Regions from separate parts of the Mus musculus genome. Here all the other regions are linked to region 1. Evidence: chromatin contacts called from public Hi-C and capture Hi-C data. All regions are on one chromosome and are shown on one strand. Each heading gives the region's core, a stretch centred on a gene start, on an enhancer-like site or on the middle of the called end of the contact. The rest is flanking DNA. Distances are from core to core; before and after follow the strand shown. Region 1 holds the start of Dpp6 (dipeptidylpeptidase 6). Region 2 has its middle 59 kb from the start of Paxip1. Region 3 overlaps Dpp6 (dipeptidylpeptidase 6). Region 4 holds the start of 4930584F24Rik (RIKEN cDNA 4930584F24 gene). Region 5 holds the start of Htr5a (5-hydroxytryptamine (serotonin) receptor 5A).

Region 1 (2,846 bases), core at 88-2,587:
AATATGCAAATTCAGTCTTTGAAGCTCAGACTTCCAGCCTCAATAGTAAGAGACCCCTCTGAGAACTTCTTTAGGAAGGAGCATGGTCCAAGTTGAGTTGCTGGATCACAGGCATGCAGCCCCAATTAGTATGCGTAGTGAGAGCTTTATTGGGTCTGGGTCAGAGGCCAGGGCTCTAAAGCCAGGACTTCTTTTTTATAAGAGCACCATAGGTCTAATCCTTGGGTGTAGAGAGAAGGTGTCTGGGGACAGTGAAAGGGGGGCAGAGTGGAGAGGAGAGGAGGGTCATCTCGGTTGGATAGTTGCTGTGACAAGTGGTAGGAAGAGAAAAGCAGCCTGAACTAGCTGTTCCCCGAGCCATAAAGCAGAAAATTAAACTAAAAACACAACTCCACGCATACACACATCTAATTCCCTGAGAACCACAGCAGGCTGCCGTTACAAACAGACATCTAGTGAATTCCAAGCATAGTCCACATCCCAGCAGGCGCAGCTCCAAAAACCTTCCTGCTACCAACTCCTGGCCACCACCGCAAAGATCTGCTCTGGACTATGATGACTGAGATCAGGAGCCAAGGAGAGTGTCTGAGCACGATCTGGCACATCAGGAAGGAACGCAAAGATTGGCACAGGGGACCCAGAGACCCTGAGGAGTAGTCAGGCCCGTGCATCCCGCCGATGCTCCCACCACCACCGCCACCCACCCACCACGATGCTCTTACGTCCTCCTCGTCACAGTCGCTCCGCGCCTGGTACTGGAACCGGGGCCGGCCACCAGCACCGCCGCGCTCCCTGGGCGCCACCGCCTGCGCCTGCGGCCCAAGGGGCTTCGGGCCCGCGTCCTCCTCGGGCCCCTGGCCACCCAGAAGGCGACTGGCCTCCGGGGGCGCCGGAAAGGAGCGCGAGGTGTTGATCTTGCCGGTGAACCTTTGGTACAGCGAAGCCATGGGCCGCCGTGCGCTGGCTCACTGGTTAGGATGCTTCGTAAAAAAATTTCCTTTCTCTCTGTCTCTCTTTCCACTCCCCACCCCCTCCAGCAGAAAAGCGAGAAGGGGGAAAAGGAGGCGGTGGGGAAAGAAGAAAGGCGAGCCCGGCCGCTCCGCGCCACACGCGAGTCGAATCGCCTGGGTGTTGAGCGACTCTGCCTGGCTCAGCTTCTCCGCCCCCTCCCCGGCAGCGCAGAAGCCAAGGGTCGGAGTGATCGCTTTCTCTTTCTGCTTTTTTTTTTTTTTTTTTAAGTCCTCGCCATGGCCATGTTCGGCCTCACTAAAGAGGAAAGCAAGATACCAGAAGCACACTAAGGGAGGGGACATGTCTAGACCCCATTATTTGGCACCAACTAGATACCAGCTCCTCTTCTCATCCCCGCCCGGCCCCTTACAGCTCCTCCTTTTCCTTCTCAGTAGGGTAGCCAGCTCCCGCTGTAGCGGTGGCACCAGGGAAGCTCCAGTCCCAGGAAGACTCCTTCTCATGTCAGTTGGGTTGTGGATGGGGGTTCAGGGCTGGGGCACTCATAGATGGACTGGAGGCCGTGTGTCCCAGCGAGAGAGAACAGCATTACAAGAGGCCAGAGCTGAGCAAAGAAACCTTAACTGCCTTGGGGCCCCGGGGCTTCCGGATCGTGGCTCCCATAGCATCTAGTTTGGGTTGCAGGGCACAGCTGTTTTCCAGTGCCTGACAGGCACTCCCGCCTAGTAATGTTCTTCTGGATTTGGGGCTTTGCTTAACTTTGACAAAGACCCTGGAGAGCCTGGGTAGAAATGCAGTTGAAGGGCATAGGAGGAGCCACTGAAAAGAAGGAAGGCCTGTAAAGTGTAGGCTCAGGGAAACATTTGTTCCCGGACCCACCTTCCTTCATCACCTAAGATTTTTTTTATTAAAAAAAAAAGATATATTTTCTTTTGATCATCTGAAGAAGGGAAGGGCAAGTCTAGAACAGGCAACAGAACTCCTGGTTAGGCTTATTTCAAGCCTCATGAACAAGGCCTTCCCAGAGTATGTCTGGCTCCAGCCTGCCTGTCTTTGTGTAAATACAGGGGAAACGCTAAAGCGCTTGGAAGTCAGCAACCTTTCCAAACCTTGTTCCACCCCATTTTGACATTGAGATGCAGTGAGAGGGGCTCTTTGACACTGAACGCTGTGCAGCACATAGGGCTTCCAATAACAAACTCATTTGGTGCATTCGAGCGTGCTCAAGTGCCCTCGTGTGGAGAGATGCGCAAATTGTGTCTGACTGTTAGTCTAGGCCATGTCTGGCATCTCCCTCTACTTGCATCCTGGATTCCTCCCTGTAGGCTTCTGGAACCCTTGTTTTTCTTGAGCCTCTGGGCACTACTGGCTTTTGGCTGCTCCACCTCCTTCTTTGTCCCCTGATCCAGGCCTTAGAGGCTGAGCTGCGATAAGCTAGCTCATTCCTTACACCAGCATCACCATGGGTTGGGACTTTGGAGAGACTCACAGGAATTCTAGCACCTGCCCACAGTCATAGCTGCCCCCACCACACACACACACACACACACACACACACACACACACACACACACACAGCCCCCCCCCCACACACACAGCCCCTCCCGCCCACACCTACAAACACAGTGAGCCCATTTGATGTTGCCCACTACCCCGTGGTGTTCTATGAGCCTTCCTAGCTTCCCTGTCAGTACTGAGAATTTTTAAATCATAGGGGAGTTAGTGACTCAGAAGGCCTAGGACCTCAGACCCTCCCTGGCTCAAGCCTGGAGAGAGCCTTACAGAACCCTCGGTGGAGGAAGTTGTGCTGCCCTGTTTAAGCTTAGCTTTCTGCTGTAACTGCCTCTCATTCCTTCCAGCCTTTCTCTCCCAAGCTC
Region 2 (2,793 bases), core at 181-2,680, 680 kb before region 1:
ACAGGGGCCCAGTGCAGGTAGGAAGTGACCCTCTGACCTTAGGTACCTTAGGCACTTTCCTCATTTTGGAATAATGGGAATTGTCTCTAGATGCTTCTCCTGACCCCACTTTGCTGTCAGTCCCTCTGCTTTTCAAGTCTCCAATTTTACCCTGGGTAACATCAAGATGGATACCATGATCAGATGTCATCATAAAGATAAGACAGAGAGATGCTCAAGCATGTGGCTGATACCCAGGGGTGGGGAGGCCAGATTCACCACCCACTGATACTTCACTTAAAGCCCCTACTGTGACACTGGGCTTTCCACCTAAGAGAGGTTCCTGTAGAGCAGCCTTCCCAGAGGGTGTGGACAGAAGGCCTAAGAGAGTGAAGCAGTGATACAAAGCAGACCCAACCCTCCAGACCCTTCTGTCAGGCTGTCCTGTCATCAACACCCACCTGTGTGGGTGGCTTTGCTTGTTTATGTAGTATGTATACATATGGGGAGTCCAGGAGATCGAAGTCATGTCATCAGGCTTGACAGACAGCAGGTGCCTTTATCTGCTGAGACATCTCACTGGTCTCATATTAGGGTTTTTCTGGAAGGCACTTTGTACCAATGAGCAAACTCCCAGGGCAGGTGCTGGCATGGTCTATGTCATCCCGTGGCGGGATAAGGTGTGGGTTCATAGACTATTAGCTTTCTTGGGTGGAGATTGTTCTGCTGATTGCCTGTGCACTCCGCTGATAGCATACCCCTGCTCTCAAAGCCCAGGGGTGTTTTATAGACAGAACACGTGAAGGGAATTTCATTGATAAACAGACTTCTGGTGGCTCTGCCTACTGTGAGAGCTGGCTAAGGTCCTGCCGACTGTCCTGTGTGACACTAGTGGTCCTCAGCGGCTTACTGTGTGTCCACAAGTATGGCTCCATCTCCTCTGGTTGTTTCCTGGTTCAGGATGGATTAGATGGGGTCTCTACTCAAACAAAATGATAAGTAACCATGGGGTGTTAGTATTTTCTCTAGGCTCCACCCAACAGTTACCTAGCAACAGCCACGTACTAGCTTGGCTCACATATAAGAAGTCTCTCTCTCTCTCTCTCTCTCTCTCTCTCTCTCTCTCTCTCTCTCTCTCTCCTTCTCTTCTCTGTCTCCCTCCTTTCTCTGCCTCTACCCCCTTCACCAGGTCCCTTTACTGCAAATATACTCTTTTATAATAAGCCTGTCTTATGGCTGGTTCTCAGTGGCCCTCCCAGGTGTTCCCTTCTGCCTCACCGCCATTTTATAAAACATAACATGAGGCTCCCCCACCCCATGCAGTTAGGGAGTTAGTGACATCTGATGTGTTATTTATAGGGTCTGAGACACAAGTGGAACAGAGCAGCTAGCTTGCTGCGGTCACTTCTTTCTCTGAGACAGTCATGTGTGACACAGTTTCTGGGAAACACGAAGAATTCAGTCTGGCTGGAGAAATACCAGTTAGCAAGCATGACACATCACAGCGAGCTGAGCTATAGCTTGTCAGGGCAGGCGACCTTGGGAATTCATGTCTTGACTTTACACTGAAGACATAGAGGGGGCCTGGCTGCCATTTCTCTGGCTCTGTAGCTGCTAGCAGCTGTCAGATCAGTACCAGAGCTGTGAGATTCTATTATCTGATATGAAGCCAGCCCTGCCTGCCATTAAGGCACATTTAGCCATAGAAAACTGAATGTCAAGGCCTTTGCTGGTTTGTGTGACTCTGGCTGACACAGAAGAAATTGAAGGGCAAGCCAGAGCCACAGGGAGCAGAAAGGCCTGCAGGTAGCCATAGAACTTCCTCCACTGTCTACCCAGAAGGCCCAGTCATAGAGGGTTTGCATAGGTGAGACCTCTGGTGTCTTGTGACGAGGTCAAGGGAATCCCTGGGTCCCACGAAGCAGCTCAGGTCTGGCCTCCTGCACTGGGGAGGAGGTGAGTGTCAATGATGGAGTAAACACTTGTCAGTTCAGAACAATGTCTATTTGTGATCTAGTTTCAGAGTGTCAGAGATCCACTCGGTTCCTGTGTGTCTCCAGCTCAGAGTCTCTGTGATGGCATCAAGCTGGTTATGGCAACTGCAGCCCTCACACAGCACCATGGAGCTGGGGAGCACCTGCTCAAGTTCATTCCTCATCTAGCTGCCTCCTAGCCACCTGGAAATCAGGCTAGGACCATGGGCATGTTCTCACAAGACCAGTTACCCAGATTAAGTGGGAAGAGCCAGACCAAGGGGGAGAGAGGGGAGGGGAGGGCAGGGGAGGGGAGGGTGTCCACAGGAACTGTAGAGCTCTTGCCTTCTCTGAACACTCTCTTCCATCATGGCTGGCCTCATGATTACACTCCAGTGTGGTAAGGGCCCTCACAATATGTGAGGATCCCAGAAAAATTCTTGGGAGCTGACAATAGGGATCCTGTCCAATGCCTTGGCACAGTGACTGAGCCAGTAAGGTAGAGATGTGCATGATTTCAGACTCCCTGGGGGCAGCAAGGAGAGAAGTAGGGCAGGAGACAGCACAGTTGTGCTGAGATGGGCAGAGCTGCTCTTCAGCAGCAATGCCAGGCCTTGATACCTCCTGTACCCCAGTGTATTCCTCATTACCCTGACAACACTGGGGCTCTTAGGCAGGGGGCTCCTGTGCAGTCGCCCACTTCCTGGGTCATTTCACTGCCTACTTGGTCTCAGCCTTGACTTAAATGTTACCTTCTCCAGGGCTCCCCCGACAGCACCCCACCCAGCCGTCCTCATGCTTTTAGAAGTCATGGTTTGTAGAAGTCTGCCTGTTTTGCTCT
Region 3 (2,887 bases), core at 136-2,635, 630 kb before region 1:
GCTTTGCTTCTTGGTTCTGTAATAAACTATCCTGAGAACAGCAACTTCAGGAGGAAAGGGTAGAGGCTGCAGAGATGGCTCAGTGGTTACGAGCACTGCTGCTTTTCCAGAGGTCCTGAGTTCAATTCCCAGAAACCACATGGTGGCTCAGAACCACCTATAAAGGCATCTAATGCCCTCTTCTGGCATGCAAGTGTGCATGAAGACAGAGCACTCATACATTTAAAAAGAAAGGTAGAAAGAAGAAAGAAAGAAAGGTAGGAAGAAGTAAGGAAGAGAGGAAGAAAGAAAGGAAGAAAAAGAAGGAAGGAAGGAAGGAAGGAAGGAAGGAGAAAGGAAGGAAGGAAGGAAGGAAAGAAGGAAGGAAGGAAGAAGGAAGAAGGAAGAAGGAAGGAAGGAAGGAAGGAAGGAGAAAGGAAGGAAGGAAGGAAGGAGAAAGGAAGGAAGGAAGGAAGGAAGGAAGGAAGAAGGAAGAAGGAAAAAGGAAGAAGGAAGAAGGGGTCTATCCAGGTTACTGACCCTCATTGCAGGAGGAACTTAAAACAGCTGGTCACATGCCCAGTTGAGGGCAGGGAGAATAAACGCATGCGTGTTTGTGCCCAGCTCATACTTTCTCCTCATTCAATCCAAGGCCCAGCCCGTGAAATGGTGCTGCCCACATTAAGGATAATCTTCCTACATAATTAGCCCAGTTAAGGAAACCTTCACAGACATGCCCACAGGCCAGGCCAGGCTAGAAAATCCCCCCGAGACTCTTTCCTAATGTGATTCTACTTTATGTCAAGCTGACAGTTAAACAAGTGCTTCCCTTTTTGTTTGTTTTGGTGCCACACTGTACCTTCTCCTATGCCCTTCATACTTCTGAACTGTTCACAGGTTCTCTAAGCCCTACCAGAAGGTAGAGAGGACCAGGCCTGAGCTGAGGCACTAGGGATATGCTGGTAACCAGCTAACCTTCTTTAAAGGTTCTTCCAATTTTTCTTCTCCTAGATTCTGGACTCCCTGAGGGTGGTCCTCCCTGTGTTTCATCTTCTTGTGTTTAACATTGAGCCTGGTGTCTGCCTCACACTCAATACCACAGAAGGACTTCTCAAGACCAGGGTTCAGTTCTGTGTCCCCTAGTGAGTCAGACGCATTCCAACCAGGTGGTGATGTTCATGCATGGGGAAACCCTGACACTAAGAACTAGGAAACCATGTACAGCCCAGCAGGGGTTCTTGTGTAGAGCAATGTGCAGGGCTGCAGCGCCCTCTTGTGTACAGGCCGTACCCAGGGCTTCGGCATGGAGATCTATGGGATTTCTGCAAAGGTTCAGCTTCACTGTGCACAGAGAGCAAACTAAGCAGCTGTGGTCCTCTGACAAGTGCAAGGAAGACCTGGCTCTCAGCCACTGCTGGGTACTGTGGGACTGACTCATCTGTGAAAGGTGGGGGTAGGGTTGGCTGCTGTGGTGGGAGGAGGTGAGCACTGGCCTCCTGTGGATGCTCTCCCAGTCACCCCATACATCCCTAAGTGTGTCAGCACCCGCCAGGGGCTATGCACCCAGAATATCTTGGCTCCAACAGATTTCCTGTGACACAGTGGGGGAGTGCCTTGCTGTCAGTCCCCACAGGGATGTTCCAGCACCCACAGAATGGAATGCCAGTTGGTTTTAAGTGTCCTCTCCCACCCCTTTAAACCCTTTGGTGGTGGTGGTATCCTCTCTCATCATAGATCTGGGTCCACACACAGAAGATTCTCAGCAACAAGCTGATGTAAACAGGAGGGGAGGTTACGGCTGGCTTAGGGGAAAGGTGATGTACACGGGAGGGGAGGTCATGACTGGCTTAGGGGAAAGGTGATGTACATGGGAGGGGGCACACCAGAGCAATCACCACAGTCCCTGCAAGACCCGCAGAGTCAAGGCTCACTGCAGAGACCAGATCTCATGTGGCCACTTGAAATTCCAGCTCAGCACCACCAGGATTTCTCTGGGGCTTTCTTCTATGTTCTCATGTGTTCAACCTCCATGCCCAATAACAAGGAACTTGGCTCTCATTATCACTGACATCTAACTCATCAAATCCACCCCCTGAGTGAAAACACTTTCAGCTATCATATGTGTGTGTGTGTGTGTGTGTGTGTATGTTAATCCTAACACTTCAGAGGCAGAGGCAGGTGGATCTCAAACTCTGTGAGTTTGAAGCCAGCCTAGTCTACATGGTGAGTTTGAGGCCATCCTGGTCTACATAGTGGAACTTTGTTTCAGAAAGAGGTAAGAAGGGATAGGAGTGACACAGGTGCAGTATTTCTATGTGTCCCTGCAATGAACAATATTTTCTATAACTCCTGCCCCCTAAGCTCTCCCACCATGTTTGCCTCCATATTCCATGTTGCATTCATTCCTATGGGTACCATGACATTACACCCTGGCCTATCTCTCACCATGGGTGGGCCCAGAGGTAGAGGACTACCCATATCACTGGGCTGGGCTTAGTCATTCCATGCTGGACTGTTCTGTGAGGATGCATGCTCTACCCCTGCCCAGGAAAGGCTTTGGGTAAGAGAATCAAGGAGAAGGGAGGAGAAGGAATGATAAGGGAAAAAGAGGCGATGAAGGTAAGGGGGGGGGGAGGAAGGGAAAAAAGAAAGAAAAGAAGAAAGGAATAGGGCACTTGTGATTTCATCATTCCATGGGTGCCTTCACATGTGTCCGAGACCGGGTGAGGTACAGCACCCACCCTGAGTGGGTCTCTGTGGCAACTCTTAAAACAGCAGACATTACCATTCCAAATGGAAACACATTATAACACAAAACTTCTTGTTACTATGGTTTAAATAATCTGTTAAAGAGTGGTGTCTAGGGGCCTGGAGGGGTGGCTCAGTGGTAACGAGCACTGACTGCTCT
Region 4 (2,863 bases), core at 101-2,600, 560 kb after region 1:
GGACAATTTCTCACAGGAATGAATGATACAAGTCTGTCTGTAACCAAATATTGCCACGCATAGTGTGTTCCATAGTGGAAAGCCAGCAACAGCCACAACAATGCTATGGAGAAGAAAGCATATGGCCAGGCTCAGGACATGACAGTGGGTACCCCTTCCTCTGCTAAAGCCTGTCCTTCCATCAGACACTATGACTTCCTACAATCTCCACATGGAACCCAGAGGGTCCTTATTCTCACAAGTCCTGTTTCACGGGAGGCCATCTGAATGCAGGCACTCAGAGTATGACTCACTTAGAACATCCACAGACCAGAAGCTGGACTGTCTTTCTCCAAGGACAGAGCCAGGCTAATTCAGCCAAAGGTTTTCAAGCTGTTTGCAGTTAATGGCTGAGCCTTACAACATCCTGAGTCACTACAGAGAACACAGCTGGCCTCATGGCCATGAGCGGCCAGAAACCCCCAGTCTTGGGCATTGGTCATGTTTTCCAGCCATCATCCCTTCATAAGAAGCGGTGGAAACCTGGTGGGTGAGGGGATGCAGCTCTAGCAGAGGGGAAGCATGGACTTGACCAAGAATCCTTGGTCATAGCAGGGCTAACAAAACCAGCCCACTGCATAACATGCCAGAACAAGGGGACAGAGTGCTTGGCACATCTCTGGACAGCATGGCCATCCACACAGTGACTATTTGGGTGGAAGTTTGGCTGAGGATGGACAAGTAAAAGCAAGTGCTCCAGGAGTCTGCCCCTCACAAGCTGGGCTCTGCTAGCAGCACCACCTACTGTGATTCATTCATGCTGTATATACTTATTCTTTATTCATCCGTGTGCTTTTTGTTCTGCTCACTTTAAGCCTCAAGGCCATGGACATGGCCAGAAATCAATAGCTACAATCCACAACCCACCTAAGCCAATAGATTGGAGATGCATGGAGATGAGATTAAGAAACAAGGTATGGTTGCTATTGGAGCCAGAAGGGGCAGAAGATGGCACCCTGCAGGCTGAGCAACAGCAACGAACCATAAAGGCTATAGAAAATCTAAGATGAAGCAGAGTATGAGGTTCAGACATGGGAGCTGAGGATCACCATTATCATCTGTGTCCCTCTTCTCAGCTTTGATAGTATCTATCAGAAAATGAAGGACTAACCAGAGAGGCATGTAGGTGAAGGGTCTATGAGAAATACTTTCAGCTACTTCCCCAATGCTAAGTGCTTCTTAGGATGCTTGCACAGCAGAGAACAAAGGTAGACCAAGCTGGGAGATAACTGAAGCCTGGATGTCCCCATGATTCTTAGAAGTGAGGTGAGACCTCTGTGACCTCACAGGGTTGCTGATCTAGTAACCACAGTGTTCTTAGCCCGAGGGCAACTCAGAGTCCAGCAAGAAGGGCTGGGATTCACAGCAAGCTCATGTGTCTAGGTAAGTTTGGGCTGATTTCCAGGATGGATACTACTCAAAACTAATTGTGTGTGTGACTCACTCAGTGTGAGGCACTTCTTCAATGGGCCCTGAAATGGGGTAGACTGAAACATAGATAGGTAGTTGAAATATCTCTGCCTTAGGGCAGTTCATCCTAAGGAAAGCTAGAAATAACAGGGATCAGAAATTTCAGCAGTGAGACTAGCCCCCCAAGCACACAGTGGTGGAACCCCTCCACTCACCAGGCAGGGGGGCCTTAGAATGAAGCCATACAGATGGACCTGGACCTGGACTCCAGCCTCCAGCCCAAGTAAAGAAGGATGAAGAGTTTGTTTGCAGGCCCACATTTGACCATTACTGAGCTTGTCTAGGAAAGGTAGGAAAAGCAGCCGGGGTACTGATCTCTCACCTTCCCCGAGGGCTTCAGTTCCTGGCTATAGCAATCTTTTTACTTGTACTCAGATGACTTCCACATAGAGGAACAAACATCTATGCCACTATCACAGAAAACACCATGGCAGCACTCTCCAGTCTAATTCTGTACTTATATACATGTTTACACGTTTTCACTTGTGCGTGTGTGTGTCCTGTTCTCAGGATCACATCCGTGTGTGAAAGTGAATGTAGATGACTTTGAATGAGGTCACTTATCTTCCTTTACCAACATACACACTGTTACATGAGACAGGGTAATTCATGTTCAGGCTTCATTAATAAGATGACACCCTCACCACACGTACAACCTCCCAATTTCTGGGACAGTGTGCTCAGCCCAATGTGGGGAGACATGGTCATTCCTCCTACTACACTCAGGCACATAGGAAAATCTGGACAGGGGTGTGGTCAGCTCTCTGTTACCTCATATACCAGCTCATTGTCATGGTAAAATCTGTGGCCTTGATGGAGAGAGCACAGTGTCTGCTGGGATAGGCTGGGATTCAGAAAGAATCACAGGTGTGTATGGAGCTTTGGCCTATGTGGTAGGAGAAATACATACAGGGTTCCTGGGATGAAGGTCTAATTTAATTTCAGTGTGCTATTCTGTTAGGTAGGAGCGTAGAGAGTAATTTTAAAAAGGATGCTTGCTCCTTCTTTGGCACTCTCTCAGCCCCTCGAGGCTAGTTCCATCAAGCCACCAACAAGGAGGTGGGTCTCACTCAGCTCTACACTATTGTCAGCCAACTGCCTACTAGCTAATGTTTTTCCCACAATGCTGGGAGCCATGACTGCTCTACATTGACCATCCACACTGTGACTGGCTCTGCTGACTGCCAACAAACGCCGTGTGGCTGCACCCTCTCTTACCCACCTGAGTCGTCACAGATGGAAAACACCGATCTTAATATTTAAAATCTTCCAGATGTCACAACCACTGGGCTCAGAATCTATTGTCCTAAACTCATTAGCTATTCTATGTTGCAATTCTTCTGGTGGCAGAGGC
Region 5 (2,888 bases), core at 217-2,716, 790 kb before region 1:
CAAGAAAGAAAACAATCCCCCAGACATTCAGTATGGGAGGGCCTCTGTAATTCAGTGCTTAGAGCAAAGGGAGTCTCTGGCTCTTGAGCCCCCCCTTCCTCCCTCATCTACCTCTCCCCAAACTGGAGAGTTTTACCTTCCACAGACATAAGGTGAAGTGCGCTGCAAGAAAAGCCTGTGAGATACAAGTGACGTATTTTCTAACGATCCTTATAGCACCCACCTCCACAGCTTCGGGTACGGGGGAGACGCTGTTGGTCTTCCTGGAGCCCATGCGGAATTTCGCCGCCCTGTAAATTTTCCAGTACACAAAGAGCACCACGCACAGCGGCAGGTAGAAGGCACCCACGGTGGAGAACACGGTGTAGGAAGGCTCGCGACTGACTTGGCATTCCTCACTGGGCTCAGAATAAGTCTCTCCCCAGCCAAATAGCAGTGGAGCCAGAGAGATGACAGTGGAGAGTGCCCAGGTGAGCAGGATCATCACATTGGAGACACGCTTGCGGGTACGGAGTGTGTACTCCAGGTGGCGCGTGATTGACCAGTAGCGGTCCAGAGCTATTGCTGTCACATTCCAGATGCTGGCAGTACAGCAGAGCACGTCACATGCGATCCACAGCTGGCATAGACGCCGGCCCAGCTGCCAGCGGCGCCCAGACAGCTCATGTACCAGGCTCAGTGGCATAACCAGCACAGCCACTAGCACATCCGAGATGGCCATGGAAGCTACCAGGTTGTGTGGTACTCGGTGGAAGGTGCGTACCTTGAGGATGGTAGCCAGCACCAGCAGGTTCCAAGTGAATGTGGCCGCAGCTAGAAAGCCCAACAAAGTCAGGACTAGCACTCGGAAAGCTGAGAGAAAAGGCCGACTAGGGCGCAGGACTTCCGTGTCCAAGCTGCGGTTAGGTTCCAAAGAGGAGGGAGTAGAGAGAGAAAAGGAGGTCAAGTTTACAGGCAGATCCATTGCTGTCCCAGGACACCTGTGTTTAGACTGTGTTGCCACCGAGCCCACTGAAGTCAATCTAGATGTTTGCGACCGATGGCCAATGGAGAGGATTTTGCTAAGAGCCAAGAACCTGGCCTCAGTCTCCACCCAGTCAGAGTCCGGAGGAAATTGTAGCAGAGAGGAGGGTGCTGGGCTACAAGCAGCGCAGCCCAGGTATCCTTAGAGATATGGAAAGCGGACTCAAGGGGCTGAATCTAGAAGCCAGGGCCCGCCTTTGCTATCACATGCCTGCTGTTCCTCACCTAGGCGGAGACTGTTGTCTGGTCGCCTGCAGCAGAGCATCCTTGAGGTCGGCCCCCGCCCAGTGCAGGGTGGATGCCCAGAACTCAGCTAGTGCGTCAGAACAGTCGCTGGTCCAGGGTTGCTCCTTGCCCACCTCCCCCCTCTCCCGGCAGTGGCTCCGAGGGGTGGGGGTTGGGGACTGGAAGCCACGTAGATACCTGCTTTCTGGAGATGGCCTTCTGCCCTGTCCTGATCTCTCTCCACCGTGCCTGAGGCTGCTGCTCCGAGAGGGCACGCTGGCGCGCCCACCCAGACCTGCTTTAGCAAAGTGGGGCTCCCGCACTACGTAAGGCATCAGCTGATGAAGCCGCCTCTCTCCACCCGGCTCTCTGCATGGGAGTATTCAGCACTGGCTTTGTGTGCAGCTCAGTGCTTGGCGCTGTCCACGGTGCCGCTGCCTATACCAGCACGCAGCTTGGTGTCTATCCACAGTCCCATCGCTCTTTACCACTGGGTCAGTGGCCGGGAATTAATTAGTAAACTTTCCTAAACCCTTCTTCCAGCACTCATGCTCCCTCTGAAGGTGATTTTGAGACTTCGAGCCATTTGCTTGAAGTACAGGTGTCCTGGGTTAGGCTAACTAACCAACCAACTAACCAACTAACTTCCTAACAGCCTACTGTTGTTCCCTTCCAGGTTTCCGTATGTGGTTGCCTCCTAACTCGGAGAGCTCGGTGGCCTCACTTAAAGAGTTGTTTGTTTTAAAGGAGAAAGATTGATGACTGTTGGAGATAGGGTGCTTGTTTCCTGAGCTTAGAAAGAGGCTTACAGGAGCCTCTCTAGTGACTCTACAGAAGTTTCTATGGAAAAGAAGCTGGAGGGAATGGCTCAGCCATTAAGATCATTGGCTTCCCTTGCTGAGAACCTGCTTTGGTTCGCAGGACTGACTCACACAGTGGCCCACAACTGGCTGTAACTCCATGTCCAGGGGATATGACACCTTATTCTGGCTTCCACAGGCACCATGTACACATACAAGCATGTAAACATACACATACAACAAAAACAAACCCTAAAGAAAAAAAAGAGAAAATCTCTACGGCACTTGAAATGCTTGAAACATGCTTGAAAAGTATTGAGACAGTCATGATGGTTCAGCCCTTAATCCTAGCACTTGAGCTTGGGGCCGGTGGAGCTCTGCAAGGTCAGGGCCAGCCAGGGCTACATAGTGAGACTCCGACTCAAAAAATAAATGAAATAAAATTTAAAAAAATTACCCATGCATGCTTGTAAAACTATCAAAAGGTCTGACCTAGGAGTTTTCTTTGTTTCAGTGTAAGAGTTGAGGCCCAGAGCTTTGCACATACTAGGCAAAGAACACTGTCATTGAGCTACAGCCCCAGCCCTCAAGGAGAGAAGCAACTGCAGAAAGCTGTCTCTCTGCATGTGCACTATGGCTTATGACACCCACATACACACAGTACACACAGGAGCTTGTGTGTGTGCATAATAATAATAGTAATACATAAATAAGAGGATATGGTAGTACACATCTGTCATCTCAGCACTGTGGGCTAGAGATGGGCAGGTCTCTGAAGTGTACTGGTTGTCCTGGCCTAGCTGGAGAGTTCCAGGCCAATGACATAAAATAATGTGGACA

The links. Hi-C and Micro-C count contacts between places; a contact is called where the count stands out from the background. Capture Hi-C pulls out chosen DNA fragments and counts their contacts.
Region 2: a contact with region 1 is called in a Hi-C map of cortical neurons, with 3 times the contacts expected there. The contact joins the enhancer-like site here to the promoter of Dpp6 in region 1. A contact is called at or near these places in 3 of 484 Hi-C or Micro-C datasets (cerebral cortex and cortical neurons) and 3 of 115 datasets of contacts at active chromatin or transcription factors (SST interneurons, embryonic stem cells and forebrain).
Region 3: a contact with region 1 is called in a Hi-C map of cortical neurons, with 3 times the contacts expected there. The contact joins the enhancer-like site here to the promoter of Dpp6 in region 1. A contact is called at or near these places in 2 of 484 Hi-C or Micro-C datasets (both in cortical neurons), 3 of 115 datasets of contacts at active chromatin or transcription factors (embryonic basal ganglia, forebrain and stem cell-derived neural progenitor cells) and 1 of 9 other capture datasets (embryonic stem cells).
Region 4: a capture Hi-C map of embryonic stem cells shows a contact between it and region 1, with 5 times the contacts expected there. The contact joins the promoter of 4930584F24Rik here to the promoter of Dpp6 in region 1. A contact is called at or near these places in 3 of 39 promoter capture datasets (embryonic stem cells and stem cell-derived epiblast-like cells) and 1 of 9 other capture datasets (embryonic stem cells).
Region 5: a contact with region 1 is called in a Hi-C map of cortical neurons, with 3 times the contacts expected there. The contact joins the promoter of Htr5a here to the promoter of Dpp6 in region 1. A contact is called at or near these places in 1 of 39 promoter capture datasets (hippocampal neurons), 3 of 484 Hi-C or Micro-C datasets (cerebral cortex and cortical neurons) and 1 of 115 datasets of contacts at active chromatin or transcription factors (astrocytes).

Annotation. Positions count from the first base shown.
Region 1 is chr5:27,047,690-27,050,535 of GRCm38.p6, reverse strand. Dpp6 (dipeptidylpeptidase 6) reads right to left here and starts at 1,337. Exons shown (of 26, transcript NM_207282.3): 1 at 723-1,337. The coding sequence starts at 947.
Region 2 is chr5:27,731,273-27,734,065 of GRCm38.p6, reverse strand. No RefSeq gene overlaps it. Among named protein-coding and RNA genes, the nearest start is that of Paxip1, 59 kb to the left of the region's middle. Within about 2 kb of position 1,430, at least 24 of the 459 cell types and tissues checked have an H3K27ac peak or open chromatin away from gene starts, as enhancers often do. A contact at or near this core is called in SST interneurons, cerebral cortex and cortical neurons, where this site is marked.
Region 3 is chr5:27,675,904-27,678,790 of GRCm38.p6, reverse strand. The region is part of intron 16 of Dpp6 (dipeptidylpeptidase 6); the gene reads right to left. Among named protein-coding and RNA genes, the nearest start is that of Paxip1, 110 kb to the left of the region's middle. Within about 2 kb of position 1,385, at least 25 of the 459 cell types and tissues checked have an H3K27ac peak or open chromatin away from gene starts, as enhancers often do. A contact at or near this core is called in cortical neurons and forebrain, where this site is marked.
Region 4 is chr5:26,491,801-26,494,663 of GRCm38.p6, reverse strand. It overlaps 4930584F24Rik (RIKEN cDNA 4930584F24 gene), which reads left to right and starts at 1,350. Exons shown (of 5, transcript NR_029445.1): 1 at 1,350-1,422.
Region 5 is chr5:27,840,525-27,843,412 of GRCm38.p6, reverse strand. Htr5a (5-hydroxytryptamine (serotonin) receptor 5A) reads right to left here and starts at 1,466. Exons shown (of 2, transcript NM_008314.2): 1 at 224-1,466. The coding sequence starts at 964.